Regions from separate parts of the Hordeum vulgare genome. Here region 1 is linked to region 2. The links are chromatin contacts, called in public Hi-C maps. All regions are on one chromosome and are shown on one strand. Each heading gives the region's core, a stretch centred on a gene start, on an enhancer-like site or on the middle of the called end of the contact. The rest is flanking DNA. Distances are from core to core; before and after follow the strand shown. Region 1 holds the start of LOC123403142 (non-structural maintenance of chromosomes element 4 homolog A-like). Region 2 holds the start of LOC123404446.

Region 1 (7,251 bases), core at 4,090-6,589, 150 kb before region 2:
CAGTCCTGTACGTGCCCATGTATGCAGAGTAGCATGTGTGCGCCTCTTTGATGCGTGCTGGTTCGTGACGGACTGACGGGGTCTAAGGATCTATGCTTGTTAACGCACGCAGGGAGGTGGAGAGGAGGATCACCTACTCGAGGGAGTCCCTGCTCTCTGTTCGTGAGGCCCGGCGCCACAAGCTGCCTGCTGCCATCGGTGCATGCAAGCGGGAGGTCGAAGCGGCATCACACATGTGGTGGGAGTCGGAACCGCGGGGTGGTGAGTACGGGCGGCGTATCCTCTCTTCCTGACAGTATTTTGTGCTTTTCGCCATGTCATCATAACTTTAGAATTGTACTGCTACATCTTCTGCTGATGCGTCGAGACCCAAATCATCCTGTTACATTTCTATATGGTGCAACAGGAAGCAAATCAGAGCCGCCTCGAACCAGCAAATCGAAGAAGATGTGCACCAGGTTTTTCAGGTTAATATTCCGCGAGCATATCATGTTTGTTGCTACGGTCGAACTGGGCCTCCTTTCTTTTCCTAAAAAATAATTTCGTGGTGCTGACAAACCAGTGAATAAAATTTCATTTCTACTACAAAAAAAAAGGGATTTCGCTACAGCAGCCGTATCATTAATTCTCTCTCGTGTTTCTTCCGTCGTTGCGCAGCGCCGGCGACTGCCCCTTCGGCGAGGACTGCCGTTACCTCCATCGCGTCCCCAACGGCCACCACGAACCCAACCAGACTGTCACCAAGAAGATGAGCAGCCTGGACCTAGGCGGCGACGAGGCTCAACCACGGACGCCCGTGTCTGCCACTGCACCAGCTACCGTCAAGACCCGGCTCTGCAAGAACCACGGCGCGCCGGACGGGTGCAAGTGGGGGGACAGGTGCCACTTCGCGCACGGCGACGGCGAGCTCGGCAAGCCCATGGGTCCCGGGAGCAGCTTCAAGACCAGGCTGTGCGTGAGCTTCGTCGCCGGCGGGTCATGCGCCTTCGCCGGCAGGTGCCACTTCGCCCATGGCAAGGAGGAGCTGCGCAGGCCAGACGCGTCTTGACCCTTGAGAGCCTAACATCAAAACGTTCCTGCTCTTTCTCATGGTGTTTGTGATGATCGCTTGTCGACTGTTTCTCAGAAATGCCTAAACAGAAGCTCTGCATCTCCTGTCGTTAGACAGGCCCATAAGTTTTTTGCCTATTCCTGCCGTATCCAATGGTTTACCAGTTCAGTGGAGGAATGATCTAAAGGCAAGACTAAAAATGGAGTTGAAAGAAGTCAATTGTTGTCAAAATTACAGACTATGGATATGAATTTTCGTTCAGCTAGAAGCAAACCTTTATCCTTTTCTTTACCAGCACAAGCATATTACGGTGAGCATTATACAAGTCCGATCCAAGAACATTATTTAAGTCGACTGATCTAAAGAACTACAGTAGCATTTCTATTGAACTTACATTTCTAATGCTCTCTTTCCTGTCCCGGAGGAATCTCGTCTCCTCAAGGTATGAACTAGCACAAGCGGTGCTACGGGCCTACGGCACACCTTGTTCTACAATGGATACGTTAGTCAGGTGATACCTCTACACATACAAACACAGGGTAGACCGCGGCGCAAGGCATTTAAGCAGGCCTGATCACTCCTGATCTATGAATAGACGCTTGCGTTTGGAGCTTCTGTCCTCCTCGGGTGTCTCAGCAACAACCATCTGCTCCTGAAGAACCAAACCTCGGTTCCGGCAAAGTTTCCTTATCGGTGTTCGTTGCGCACATGGCTCCAGCTGTTCTCGCTCTTCAGCAGAGAGGCTGTGCGCGGTCCTGTGCGGCATCAGTTCTTCCCCTTCAGCAACGACTTCTTTCATGAGCTAACAACAGGTAAAACACACAGGAAAGGTCAGATTATTTGAGAGATTAAAATCTCCTACGGCATCTGATGAATTCTCATATTGTATGTTTTTATCTTGCCCGCAAAGGGGGAGTGGAAAGAAAAAATGAGTAAAATGAGTAACTGGTTAAACAAGTATAGGAGCCAATTCAGAGGAAGATGCAAACAGAGTCATTTCTTCCTAAGTTGGGGTCAAGATGATTTCTGTTGCCAACTAAATAAAGGATGCTAAGCTGATGGATCAAAGACAATAAACTGCATAAATGGACCATCTAGTAAGGCTGATGGATCAAAGACAATAAACTGCATAAATGGACCATCTAGTAAGGCTGATGGATCAAAGACAATAAACTGCATAAATGGACCATCTAGTAAGGGGGCAGCCAGCCCTAGTCATTCAAGCAAGGGATACAATCTGATTAGATTGGAAAGTTAGGATTAGATCCTTTCTTTTTTACGGGGAAGTTAGGATTTAGATCCTTACGGACCATGTTATACATCCTTCTATAAGAGAGGATGCGCACTCATCTATGATAAACCAACCATGTGCTAGTTCTTATCTCCTGCTGCCTCCACTGCCGTTACGATTTGCTCTTCCTTCCCAAGCCTACTCTGATCTACCCTATGATTTAATCTAGGGATCATTACAAAAGCAGCAGCACCAAACTATTCACAGAAGTTAATGCACCTTTTTACTGCTCTTGCATGAATGCACTATGAATAATGAGGTCGATTATCCAGGTCAAATATTGAAAGGCCGTAGGATAGTTCTATGATCAGAAACTGTACCTTCCAATCTCTGTAATCATATCTGAAAACAAAATGGCTATAGGACACTTCTCCTGACGCTATGGCACTAGCAGCAGGCGCATTTCGTGGATCTGCGCAAGGCCAACAGAATTATATAAGATACACAAACATCTCTGTGGTACTATTAAAGAACAAATGAAACCGTACGAGAAATCCTTACAGACTATATGGTGCCCATTATCATCAATGTTTATTGCCACCCTGCCATCTTTAACTAGGAAAGACAGTGCAAAAACATTCTCAACCGTTTGGGCAAATGATTGCCTGTTCAAAACAAGGGTCTCCAGCCTTGCACGCTTATTTTTCCTCAGGATATCAAATACAACAGTCACATTCCGGTCAGTGTCTGTCTTTGATCCCTCTGAAGAATCAGCAAGCTGCACATTAAGGAGATGATATGAATCCACTGTCGAAAGTGATCATACATTTAACAATGCTATGGCAGGGAAGAAGTCTAGCTAGCAACCCAGAAACTCGATAGCGGCTACAGAAGATAGCAAACATATGAATGGTACTGCCTAAGATGTGTCTTTCAAAAAAACAAAAGGTGATTGGTAACTTTAAGCATGGAATTAACTAAGATTTACACAACAGTAACCAAAGATTTTTCACACTATGTCACCTATCAACAACAGAAGGCAAACAGATCGGAAGACAAATCATGGGAGAAATATACAGATGGGTGTAATTAATCTCTAGTGTTTTATTAATTATGATAGACAAAAGCATGTGAATACCTCTTCAGGACAAGTATTTTCAGTTGGCCTGGCACTTCTTTTTCTATTAACAACTGAAAGCTTACGCTGCTTTACTTCTGTATCCATGGGTCCAAGCCTGCAAGGATTAAGAGCATGCATGGTTTAACTCATATACCAAGTACGCACTGCAAAGAAATGTTGAGAACTAATAAGGAGCTTAATTACATGGTGCAGCATCCAGGCGCAGCCCTGAAGACATGTGAAGCAGAAAGCCCAACATCAACCCAGCGCAATGAGACAGGCTCAGAATCAAGGGTTGCTTGCTGCCCAAATTTCTTCAGCAATGCTGTTACGAAATCAGAAGGTGTGATTCCTTCACTTGACTGGGACCTCACAGATTTTACAAACGTGGTTGTAATGTCCAGCAGAGCCTCTGCATCCGCTACTTGCTCCCTGGGTCTCTGCACTGCAGTGTGGAAGGACATCTCATTTTGTGTTTTCTATATAGCATCAATACTTCAAAGCTCCAACCAATATGAAATATAGAGAATAATAGACATCTTATTTTATGTAAGGGTTTGTTCCAGTAGAACAGGAGATTTGGATTTTAGCTATAGAAATCCTTCGGATTCCATCTAACCTTGAAAAAAAATCCAAAATTCCTCGGCAACACCCATTTAGCAAATATTTTGACATGCCACCGTGAGCTCAAGGCATGGCAATACTCGCCCACGTTTGTCTGAAAATGCAATCTTGCAGACAAACAGCCACGCATTGAGTGACATGATCGAAACGTGTTCCACATGAACATGCAAGAACGACCTGCAGTTCGGTTTTCGGCCAGTTTTCCTTATTAACTGACCAATTCTTCTTCTATATGAAAAAGGCAGAGCTCCTGCTGGTTCAAAAAAAAAAAAAAAGGAACGACCTGCAGTCTATTTATGATGCATACTACTATAGTGCTCCATTCCACCGTATGATTCAGAAATGCAGAATACTTCAAAAAGATTGTAAAATTAAACAAGGTAGAACTACGAACATGGCTTGAAAGCATGCTTATGATCATGATGCACATTCTACAAGATGCGCCAAAGCTACATGAACATAAGTTGATGTCATTTGCTCAATGGTTCACTTATAGCGATGTCCCCTAGACATATTTGGTTTTTAGAGCAGTTTACTTCCAGTAGTTTCTAAGTCCGTCTGAATCCATCATTTAGAACGGTTTCACTTGTTGAAGATTATTTGTACATTGTGGGTGACTTTGACAGACTGATAGACACAGTCGAGAGGGCCGGGGCTCTTTTTAAGTTTATAGTCCCCAAATCACCCATCTGTGAGAGGGGGGGAAATCGCGGGTCGCAAGAGCAAGATGGTATGATTATTCGTGGTCTTACCTTGCTCGTGCAAGCTCTCCACCTGCGTGATGATGGAAGCGAACTTGTCGGAGTCCTCCTTGGCCATGTCATCCTTCTCCTCTGCACCACACACACACAAGACAACTCAGAATCGCACCGCGCCCAACCCCCGAAACGGAACAGCAGAAAAGGAACCCGAACAGGAGGGGCGTACCGTTGATAAGGCTCTTCATGGCGAGGTACTGGGAGCGGAGCATCCGGCGCTCCGCCAGCCCCTGCTGCTGCCGCCGCCCGCCGCGGCCCTCTGCCCCGGAGGACCCCTCCGCCGCCGCCGCCATGGGGAAACCTAACCTAACCTAACCCTAGGCCCCAAATCGATCCCAACCCTAGCTGGCGCTGCGCGGCTGAGAGCGACGGGGGAAGGGAAGGTAAGCTCGGGTGGGGGGATGGAAAATTTCGCCGAAAATTTGGAGACGGGGAGGGACTGAGAAGCAGAGGCGGGGGATTTGAAAGCAAGCTCGCTCGCTGGGTGGTCGCGGGTGCGGTGGGGCGTGGGGCGCACGAGGTTTTTGATTTTGCGGCCGCCGGTTGAGTCCCGACCTCGTGGCGTGTAAAAATTCTAGCCAGCGACTAGGAGCGCGGGTTGAATGGGCCCACCCTGCGGTGAAGTGAAGAGGCCAGGCCGCGGAGGTGCGGGGATTTTTGGGGCCACACTCTCAGTGAGTACACGTTTGATTCGGCCTTGGTTGGTTAAGAGCATCTCAGATCCAGTAAAAAAGGCCTGAAACAAAACATCGAACGAAATAGATCTCGTAAATTTGTTATCGTTATTTTTTTTTCTCACGTTTCTTTTTCTCTGGGATGCACGGAGAGACGAATTCGAACTCCGGTCGGCCACAACGGCATCGCTCCAGCCTGTCGCCTCATGTGGCCCGTTGCGTGCTCCGGCGAGGCTGTGATGACGCTCTCGCGATGTTCCGGCCCGCCGTGCAGGGCTGTCGTGACAGAGGCAGGGTCTGATCTTTCGATGAGATGATAACTATCGATTTGATGGACACGATTTTGACGATCCGACAACAAACGTGTACGATGTTGCGTCTTAGTAATTGCTAAATTAACTTCAATAGTTTATTAACCACGGCGGAGCACGACCAATCTGACCACGAAGATGTATTCATACAAGCAATCAAAGACCAAACAGGAATATAATAAAAACAATATGAATATTGCGAATGTGGATGAAGTATTGATAAAGGTGAGGATCCGAAGGCGGTCTTGGTGTGGTCGTTGGACACAAACAAAATACACAAAGTTGCAATGACTAACTTTAAACTAAACAAATCCAACAAAAAGCTACTAGATTGATCTACTTATATAGAAGCAAGTAATGGTGGACAAGGAGGTGGGAGGACGTCCTAAGGCAGTCTAAAACTAAGCCTATGTCGTACAAGGCTCATGGGCCCAAGCGGAGATGATGCAACACGTTTAGACTTATAGTTTGACTTGGATTCTGCTGCAGTGTCAGATTGTTTCGTCAATATATACACGCTTTTGACGATTTTGAAGATGAATCCAATTGGGTTGGAAATCACATGAAATCTACTTTCCAACAAAAAAAGAATCACCCAATTTGAAGATCACATGCAAAAGTTCTTATCATTTTGATACAGGTATGTCTGTGTAATTCGAATCTGAGTCCAGAACGTGAAAGACTTGAACTATATTTTTTCTTGGGCTAAAAATAACGTGAGAGAACTTCTTGAATAACACCTAAATGTCCTTTTTTCTTTATCTTCATATGTGGATTGTACAAGTGTCTTGAACTTCTACAATTAGGCATGAAATAAAAAGAGATCAGGTACTTTTATTATGTATAGCATAAATAATTTATTGCATAACTTTTATCGGAAATCAACTCAAATAAATATGCATATACAATATTTGCGATCATACCCAAGATAGCCATGTCTTCATCATCCGACGATGCTCCGCTCCGTCGAAGGCGAGCTCCTCCGCCTACTTGCTACTTGTGCACGGCATCGCAAGGCCCCTTCTCCGGCTGACCGGCTTGATAAGATCCTCCAAAAACGGTTGAAATCCTCCGTATATGATGGATGGGAGCTCGAATATAGGAGAGCCTGGAAAAAAATACGAGATATGCTATTTTAAAGGATCTATTTGAGGCTTTTTCGGATTTTATCGTAAATAGGAAGGTTTGATCGTTTTTACGGAATCTGCTAGAGATGCTCTAAGGGCAACCGAACGCGTTGATGTAAGAGAACACGGCTTTTATCCATTTTTGTTCGTTTAATTCGGCTGGAGGCGCACTCGGCGGGTCCGTCCAAATTTGACTAGTGCGTTCAATCGGCCCACGTATTTCGTCCACATGTCAAGGTTTTTCGTAAGCAAATTTAATTTAAATTTAGGGTCAACATGTCAAGATTTTTCGCAAGCAAATTTAATTTAAATTAAGGGTCAACAGTCATAGTTCTTCTCATCATACATGACAACA
Region 2 (7,588 bases), core at 4,037-6,536:
GCGGTTGGATCTGACGCCGATCCGCGTGTGCGGTCGTTCTACAAGCTAATTGGCTGGAGAGCTGGGGTTTGGATCGAGGGCCCGTATGGCGTACAATCTAGACCGTTCAACAAGATCCGACGATTGACAATGATGTGGTGCATGGATATGGCGTACGCGCGTCTGACTTCGTGTGCTTCTTTGTTGCGTTCTTTTGCATGCATGCACGCGTCGCATCTGAGCCATTAGCAGCGCATCGAGGGCCGCGGTCTGAATAGGGGCGTGCAGTGCATTGTCTGAACGGGGGCATGCAGTGCATCGTCTGAACGGGGGCGTGCTCGACGCAATCTGAACGGCATGCTCGACGCAGTCTGTGAATCGACGATGCACCCTTTGATCCAATAGGCAAATGCAAACGGCATCTGTTAATTGTGGGCACGAAATCGACAAAGCGACGTAGCCCAAAACGCCTATTTTAACCCCTCCTCTCGTGCACATCTAACCTTCATCTTCCTCCTTCTTCTGAGCCCCTCTCATCACATCCAAGCCCCATCCAAGCAACCAAGCCCCCAAGGCAACCATGGAGTTCCACGGGCTGATGTTCCAAGCGTCCGACACCGTGCTGGAAAGGATGTACCCCGTCGGGGTCGTCATCGAGAACCAGCTCCGGGTCTGGGCCATGTCCCGCTGGCGGGGTGCACGGGAGTTTGCGACGCTCTTCCTTCACGCCCTGTATCGCCACCTCCTTGTGGGAACTCCCCAGATGTTCACCATCGACGAGCCCCGCCTGGGAGGAACTGGCATCCTCGTGCGCTTCCGCAACCCCTACGACGCGTATCACCTCCTCGCTCGTGTCTGGTTTGGGGGGTGCGAGTTCATCTGCTTCACCACGTACAACATCTTCACCAACCTCGACAACATCTGGCCCAACCAGCACGCCATGCACACCCTCCCCTACAACCTGCCGGACGCCGACGATGAGGAGTGAAGACGCGCGTCTCCATGTCGGGTTTATCCCGTTTATCATATGTTTTTTATCGTTTATTGTCTATTGTCTTATCTATGCAAAAACTATTGTATCATTTTATGTAAGTTGTAATCATAATGTTGTGCCCGCTACTACTATCGTCTTACGTACGTACTATATCTATGTGTTTATCTATGTGTCTGTTGGTCGCCTCCGTCGAATTGGTTTCATATGCGATGATAGTAGGGTGAGTAACAATATTTTTACTTTATTGGTTGCCTCCGGTAGTAATAGAATTCTGTTGGTTGCCTTGTTAATCTTGTTCACACTTCCTTGTTAGTTGTCATCATTTAGAAAAATCAGGATCGACAGTGTACACGTTAGAGTAATGCACTACAAGTAAAAAAAGCAATCGCTTCAGTTCAATTCACAATGAAAAGTGAAGGTAGTCTTCGGAGATGAACTGGCTTGATCGTACGTGGTGAAGCAGATCATAATGGACAGGCCATAGCCTAGCTAGCCCAGCTAGCGCTGGTCAGCTTTGCTGACTTTTCCTGGCTGCATGTTTGGCTATAATGCATTAAGTAATCTGGCTAGAATGCCCAATGAGCACCAAGCAAAAAGTACGTGCATTGGCTTAGGTGACTTAGTTTTGGAAACAACCAAACAATTAAGGTTACGTGACTTAGTTCTCGTTGCGCATGGGGAAGGACCAATGAGTAAGTCAAGGAAACAACCAAACACATTGTGGATGCTCTCTGTGTTACTTCATGAATAAAATATTTGACACAAATATTTCGGCCAACAATGCATGCAACTCGTAACAAAAAAATTATGGAGTAAATATTACGAACATGAAAACAAATCAAACTATTTAGGACCTAAGACAAGTAAAACAAGTAAAACCATATTTGTTGAAATAAAAACAAGTCAAATCTAGGCAGGTGGGTTTGTTTTCTCTGTGGGCCTGATTTGTCGGCCCAACATCCGTTAGGCAGTTCAGATTTATTTTTTTCGTGTAACTGCACTCTTTGGGCCTGGTTATTCCTCAACTTCAGCGTCATGGCCCAACATCTATTCGCCAGCCCACGAATATTTTTTTTTCTACTGAAACTGAACTTTGGTACCGATCTTTAAGAACAAGGGGGATGTTCAAAGTTGTACTAATTACCGCGGAATCAAGCTGATGAGCCATACTATGAAGCTATGGGAGAGAGTCATTGAACATCGTTTAAGAAGGTTAACAAGCGTGACCAAAAACCAATTTGGTTTCATGCCTGGGAGGTCTACCATGGAAGCCATCTTCTTGGTACGACAGCAGATGGAGAGATACAGGGAGCAAAAGAAGGACCTTCATATGGTGTTCATTGATTTGGAGAAGGCCTATGATAAGATATCTCGGAATGTCATGTGGTGGGCCTTGGAGAAAAACAAAGTCCCAATAAAGTACATTACCCTCATCAAGGATATGTATGATAATGTTGTGACAAGTGTTCGAACAAGTGATGGCAACACCGATGACTTTCCGATTAGAATAGGGCTACACCAAGGGTCAGCTTTGAGCCCTTACCTTTTTGATTTGGTGATGGATGAGGTCACAAGGGATATACAAGGAGATATCCCATGGTGTATGCTCTTTGCGGATGATGTGGTGCTAGTCGATGATAGAGGAACGGGGATTAAGAGAAAGTTAGAGTTATGGAGGCGGACTCTAGAATCGAAAGGTTTTATGCTTAGTAGAACTAAAACTGAATACATGAGGTGCAGTTTTAGTGCTACTAGGCACGAGGATGGAGAGGTTAGCCTTGGTGGACAGGTGGTACCGGAGAGAGACACGTTTCGATATTTGGGGTCCATGTTGCAGAAGGATGGCGATATCGATGAAGACGTGGGCCATTGAATCAAGGCTGGATGGATGAAGTGGCGTCAAGCTTCTGGCGTACTCTGTGACAAGAGAGTGCCACAAAAGCTAAAAGGCAGGTTTTATAGGACAGCTATTCGACCTGCGATGTTGTATGGCGCGGAGTGTTGGCCAACCAAGAGACGACATATCCAACAGTTAGGTGTAGCAGAGATGCGCATGTTGAGATGGATATGTGGCCACACAAGGAAGGATCGGGTACGGAATGACGATATACGAGAGAGACTTGGGGTAGCACCGATTGAAGAGAAGCTGGTCCAGCATCGTCTCACATGGTTTGGACATATTCAACGGAGGCCATCGGAAGCGCCGGTGCATAGCGGACGGATAAAGCGTGCTGAGAATGTTAAGAGGGGTCGTGGTAGACCAAACTTGACATGGGAGGAGTCCGTTAAGAGAGACCTGAAGGTTTGGAATATCGACAAAGACTTAGCCATGGACAGGGGTGCGTGGAAGTTAGCTATCCACGTTCCAGAGCCATGACTTGGTTTCGAGATCTTATGGGTTTCAACTCTAGCCTACCCCAACTTGTTTGGGACTGAAAGGCTTGGTTGTTGTTGTTGTTGTTGTTGAAACTGAATTTGGTCTCGCACTTGCTAACTGAAGAACTCGAAATGCATATTCAAATTTCAAGTTATCCACTTCACTGAAGAACTTAAGAAATTTCTGCTTACACTCAGTACATGAAACTAGCTTGCTTACACTTTTGTCCATTCTAACAACGGATGAACAAGAGGAAAAAAATAACAGAACAATGATACATAAAATGAGATTTGCTTGCTTCTGCAAATCCACCATCTGCCTTAGAAGCTTCTTTACCTTCTTCAATTCCTCGTTTACTTCGGCCTCCACGAAAGTTCAGCAAGGGCAGCCCGTTCAGCAATCCGTGTAATCCTCGCCGTCGGCATGGGTTTTTTCGGCCGCGCTCCTCGGCCCGAGTTGAAAGTGGGTCTCTCCACAGCAAACGTCCCCAAAATTAGATCCCGGGTTGCGGCATCACTCATATCAATCTGGCCCTCAGATTCAAGCCTATCAACGTACTGATCGATCCACTCAAAATGGGAACATTTCTTCAGCATCTGAAAAAAGTAACATGACCCTAGATCTCAAATTCGAAGAGAAAAAAGGCAATTTGGATAAATTTGAACAAAAAGATTATGACATTGCGGGGAAGGAACTGAGATCTTACCTCGCCATCCCGTCCCATCATGAAAATGCTCAAGCATGACACAAAATGTCACCCCAGGTTGCCATTCTTGTCAGTTTTACTGACCATCCGCTTAAGAGCCTCTGGCCGTGGGCAGTCCAGGCACCTTCTCATCGGAACTGCACCATACTCTGGTCATCTTGACTGCATGGCGGAGGAGCTGGACATCCCGTGCGCCGTCGTCGGAGAAGGGGCGGAGAAGAGGAAGATTGGGGAAATGGGAATAAATGGCACGGCCACCAGCTCGGGCACGGGCACAACTGTGTTTTAGATTTCGTCAGGTGGGTCTCACGCTGCTGAGGTGGATAAGTTGTGGGTCCAAGCATCACATAACCTTAATAGCTAACGATTAATTCTGTTTAAGAGCATCTCCAACAGACGCGCTACGATGCCGCGTGCTAAATTTTTTTTACCGCGTCAAAATAGCATTTTACAGCGCCGGATGACCGAACATCTCCAATAGACGCTCAAAAATATCCCGAAATCATCCCTGCCCCGCCATCTCCAGCGGACGCCCAAAATCATCCCTGCCCCGCCATGGCCACGCCCTGCCCCGCCGCGCCGCTGCGACATGCTCCGCCCCGCCCCGCCATGGCCACACCCTGCCCCGCCGCGCCGCCGCGACATGCTCCGCCCCGCCCCGCCATGGCCGCGGCCTGCCCCGCCCCGCCATGGCCGCGCCCTGCCCCGCCCCGCCATGGCCGCGGCCTGCTCCGCCCCGCCCCGCCATGGCCGCGGCCTGCTTCGCCCCGCCCCGCCATGGCCGCGGCCTGCTCCGCCCCGCCCCGCCATGGCCGCGGCATGCTCCGCCCCGCCGCGACCTGCTCCGCCCCGCCATGGCCGCGGCCTGCTCCGCCTCGCCGCGACCTGCTCCGCCCCGCCGCGGCCATGGCCTACTCCGCCTCGCCGTGGCCGGCTGGCAGGCTGGCGCGCGCACGCGAGGTGGCCGGCAGCGGGCGCATGCACGGAAAGGAGTTTCAGCGCCCACGAGCTCGCGCATGAAATATACTACGTCCGGTTCAGTTTTCCCGAGCGCGCTGAACATTTTTTACAGCGTGCTTTATTATACAGCGTTTGTTGGAGTGCAATTTTTAACTCCGCGCGCGCTAAACTTGTGATTTTTTGAGCACGACGTTAATATTGGGCGTCTGTTGGAGATGCGCCATGTTGGCCGTGACCTATTTTGTCCCTTCAAACCGTCCCACTAAGCTATTTCATCCAAAGATGTCATTGATCCCTAGCTCTCAACCTCCGACGCGCCTCCCCATCGCCGGGCACCGCTCCGTGCCGGCCGACGTATCCCAGAGCCCCACCGGAGGGTTAGGCCGCACTCGAGCCGAAGATGGCGTCGGCGCCGGCGCCATTGCGCCTCCGCCCCGTCCATGGTGCATTCGGGCCGAAGAAGGCGCTGCCGCCCTTGCGCCACCGCCCCGGACAGGCTACCCGAGGGCCTACTACGGCAGGCCGCATGCACCCTCGAGTCGTGGTCGGGCTGAGCACGCCCGCCGCTCCATGCCGTGCCTTCCTTCGTGGTGCCCAGCGCCCGTAGCTCCGTCGGCGTGGTTCGCTCGGCAGCCAGCAGCGCCGGAAGCTCGACGCTCCGCTTCCCCTTCCGGAAGCGCTGGACTGCCATCCCTAAGCAGCCCTGTCCGAGCTCCCAGCCGTCGACGCCAAGCTGCGTCCTCGCCGGCCTTCCGCGGGGTTGTTGATGCTATGCTACGTCATCGTCAAATCCCCGTTCACACCACAATTTTCTCGAGGTAATTATCTCTGAAGTACCGCTTACTTTTGATTTGATCCTTTGTTGTTCTGAATATGCTTGAGAAGAATGTCATTTGCTGAAAAAGCATTTGTTAGCTATTGAGGCGTGCGTAGAATTTGTATCTGTTTTTTAGGTAAGAATTTGAATCTGTTGATTAGCATTGCCCTGGTTAAAATTGCTCCCGGTTATGCTTGTCTATCTCGAGCAAATGGCTACTGAGTACTGCTAGCTTGTATTGTAGGTCCCGATACGTTATGTGGATGGATTAACAACGACACCAATTTTAGATATGAAGAGTGAGAGCACTCAACGTTATCGAGTTTGTAGGTGTGAGTGGTGGCTTCGAGTGAGTTGATGTACGTTCTTGTCAGACCTTTGTGAATAATTAATAAAGATGGTTGCATGCATCGATTGATGCAGAGCCGGGGGTTTAATATCCTTTTAGAAAAAAATTGGCAACCAGGAGTAGCAGAGTTATGGTAAGCACTTGTGGGTGGCATGTTGTAGTAACTTGCAGCTGCCTGTTGTGCTTTTTTATGTGATTCTGTGATATTAAGGATACCCCTCCCAGGCCCAGCGAATGTAACATGGTTAGTTATGTGGTGGTGTTAAGGTTTGCTCCTTTTGGAGTCATTGTTAGAGTTGTGTCGAATATTCTTGTACAAGATAGGTTACAGTTGGACTCTGAGTAGTATTGTGTTTAGACAGGATATGGAGTCGTGTCCTGATAGGACACTTGTATCCTAGGCCTCTCATATATAACGGGGGTAGACACACGATGTAACCTATGCCAACATAATAGCACAAGCGTGCAGGGGGAGCCGGCGGTGTGTGCCGGCGCCCGGGTGGCCAGCGTGCGGTATTGTGACGGTGTCACGGGGAGGAGCGCCCGTAGTCAGGCCCCGGGGATGTAGCCATATCGGTGAACCTCGTTAACAAATCTCGGTGTCGTGCTCGTGTGATTGCTTGGTCCTCGGTAGATCAACGAATTGCCTCGGATTATTCTAACAAGTGGTATCATGAGCAAGGTTGCAATATCCGCGAGACGAGGGAATTGATCTAGAGGAAGAATTGATGTTGTGATCGATGGTGTGTGCATGAGAAGTCGCCGACGCGGCATATGCAGACGCAAGGCGATCGGGATACATCTAAACTCAAGAAGCAATCCGAAGGCATGGCAGCGTGCAGCCCTGTGCGAGGGAAGCAGCGTACAGTGTACAACGGAAGACCTCGGCGTGCACCGGAAGTCTCGACGAGATCGATAGAAGCGGCAGCCGCATATCGTGCAAGCAGAAGGCAGATCGATGGGTGCGGCGCCTGGAACCGGCCAGGTTCAGTGCGTGTTGGCATAACAATCGTGAGGCCTAGCGATGCGCACGTGGTTTCTTGTAGCAGTCGGATCGATCGCGAGGCAGCATGGCCAGCTGGTTGGAAGGCCGGCTACATGGCCAAGGGCAACAGGGGGCCGAGGTGAAGTCACGCCTGGTGCTCAGCGCACGGCTACTTGCCGGGGAGTTGCGAGCTGGACGTGCATGTACTGGAGATTTGTTTGTGAAGAAAAGACAGCCTGCAGCATCTGGTATTTAAGTGGCATGGGACAGCACCATGGTTGGAGAAAAAGAGCCTTGGGAGTTGTGTGGCACATAGTGCACGCATGAAAGCTATCGGGAACATTGTTTTTCAAAGGTGTTGCTAATTACAAGTATGGTTCTACTAGAAGGTTGGCAGGTTTGTGATGTGCGCATAAGGCTT

What was found. A called contact is a pair of places that touch in the nucleus more often than the background predicts.
Region 1: a Hi-C map of leaf shows a contact between it and region 2, with 3 times the contacts expected there. The contact joins the promoter of LOC123403142 here to the promoter of LOC123404446 in region 2. A contact is called at or near these places in 2 of 6 Hi-C or Micro-C datasets (leaf and seedling) and 1 of 1 datasets of contacts at active chromatin or transcription factors (embryo).

The regions. Positions count from the first base shown.
Region 1 is chr6H:151,784,008-151,791,258 of MorexV3_pseudomolecules_assembly, reverse strand. LOC123403142 (non-structural maintenance of chromosomes element 4 homolog A-like) reads right to left here and starts at 5,339. Exons shown (of 7, transcript XM_045097104.1): 1 at 4,954-5,339; 2 at 4,779-4,859; 3 at 3,607-3,847; 4 at 3,421-3,517; 5 at 2,844-3,060; 6 at 2,663-2,754; 7 at 1,303-1,853. The coding sequence starts at 5,077. The coding sequence ends at 1,626. LOC123405240 (zinc finger CCCH domain-containing protein 44-like) reads left to right here. Exons shown (of 4, transcript XM_045099006.1): 2 at 113-261; 3 at 407-467; 4 at 658-1,410. The coding sequence ends at 1,048.
Region 2 is chr6H:151,636,539-151,644,126 of MorexV3_pseudomolecules_assembly, reverse strand. It overlaps LOC123404446, which reads left to right and starts at 5,286. Exons shown (of 3, transcript XM_045098381.1): 1 at 5,286-5,834. The coding sequence starts at 5,299.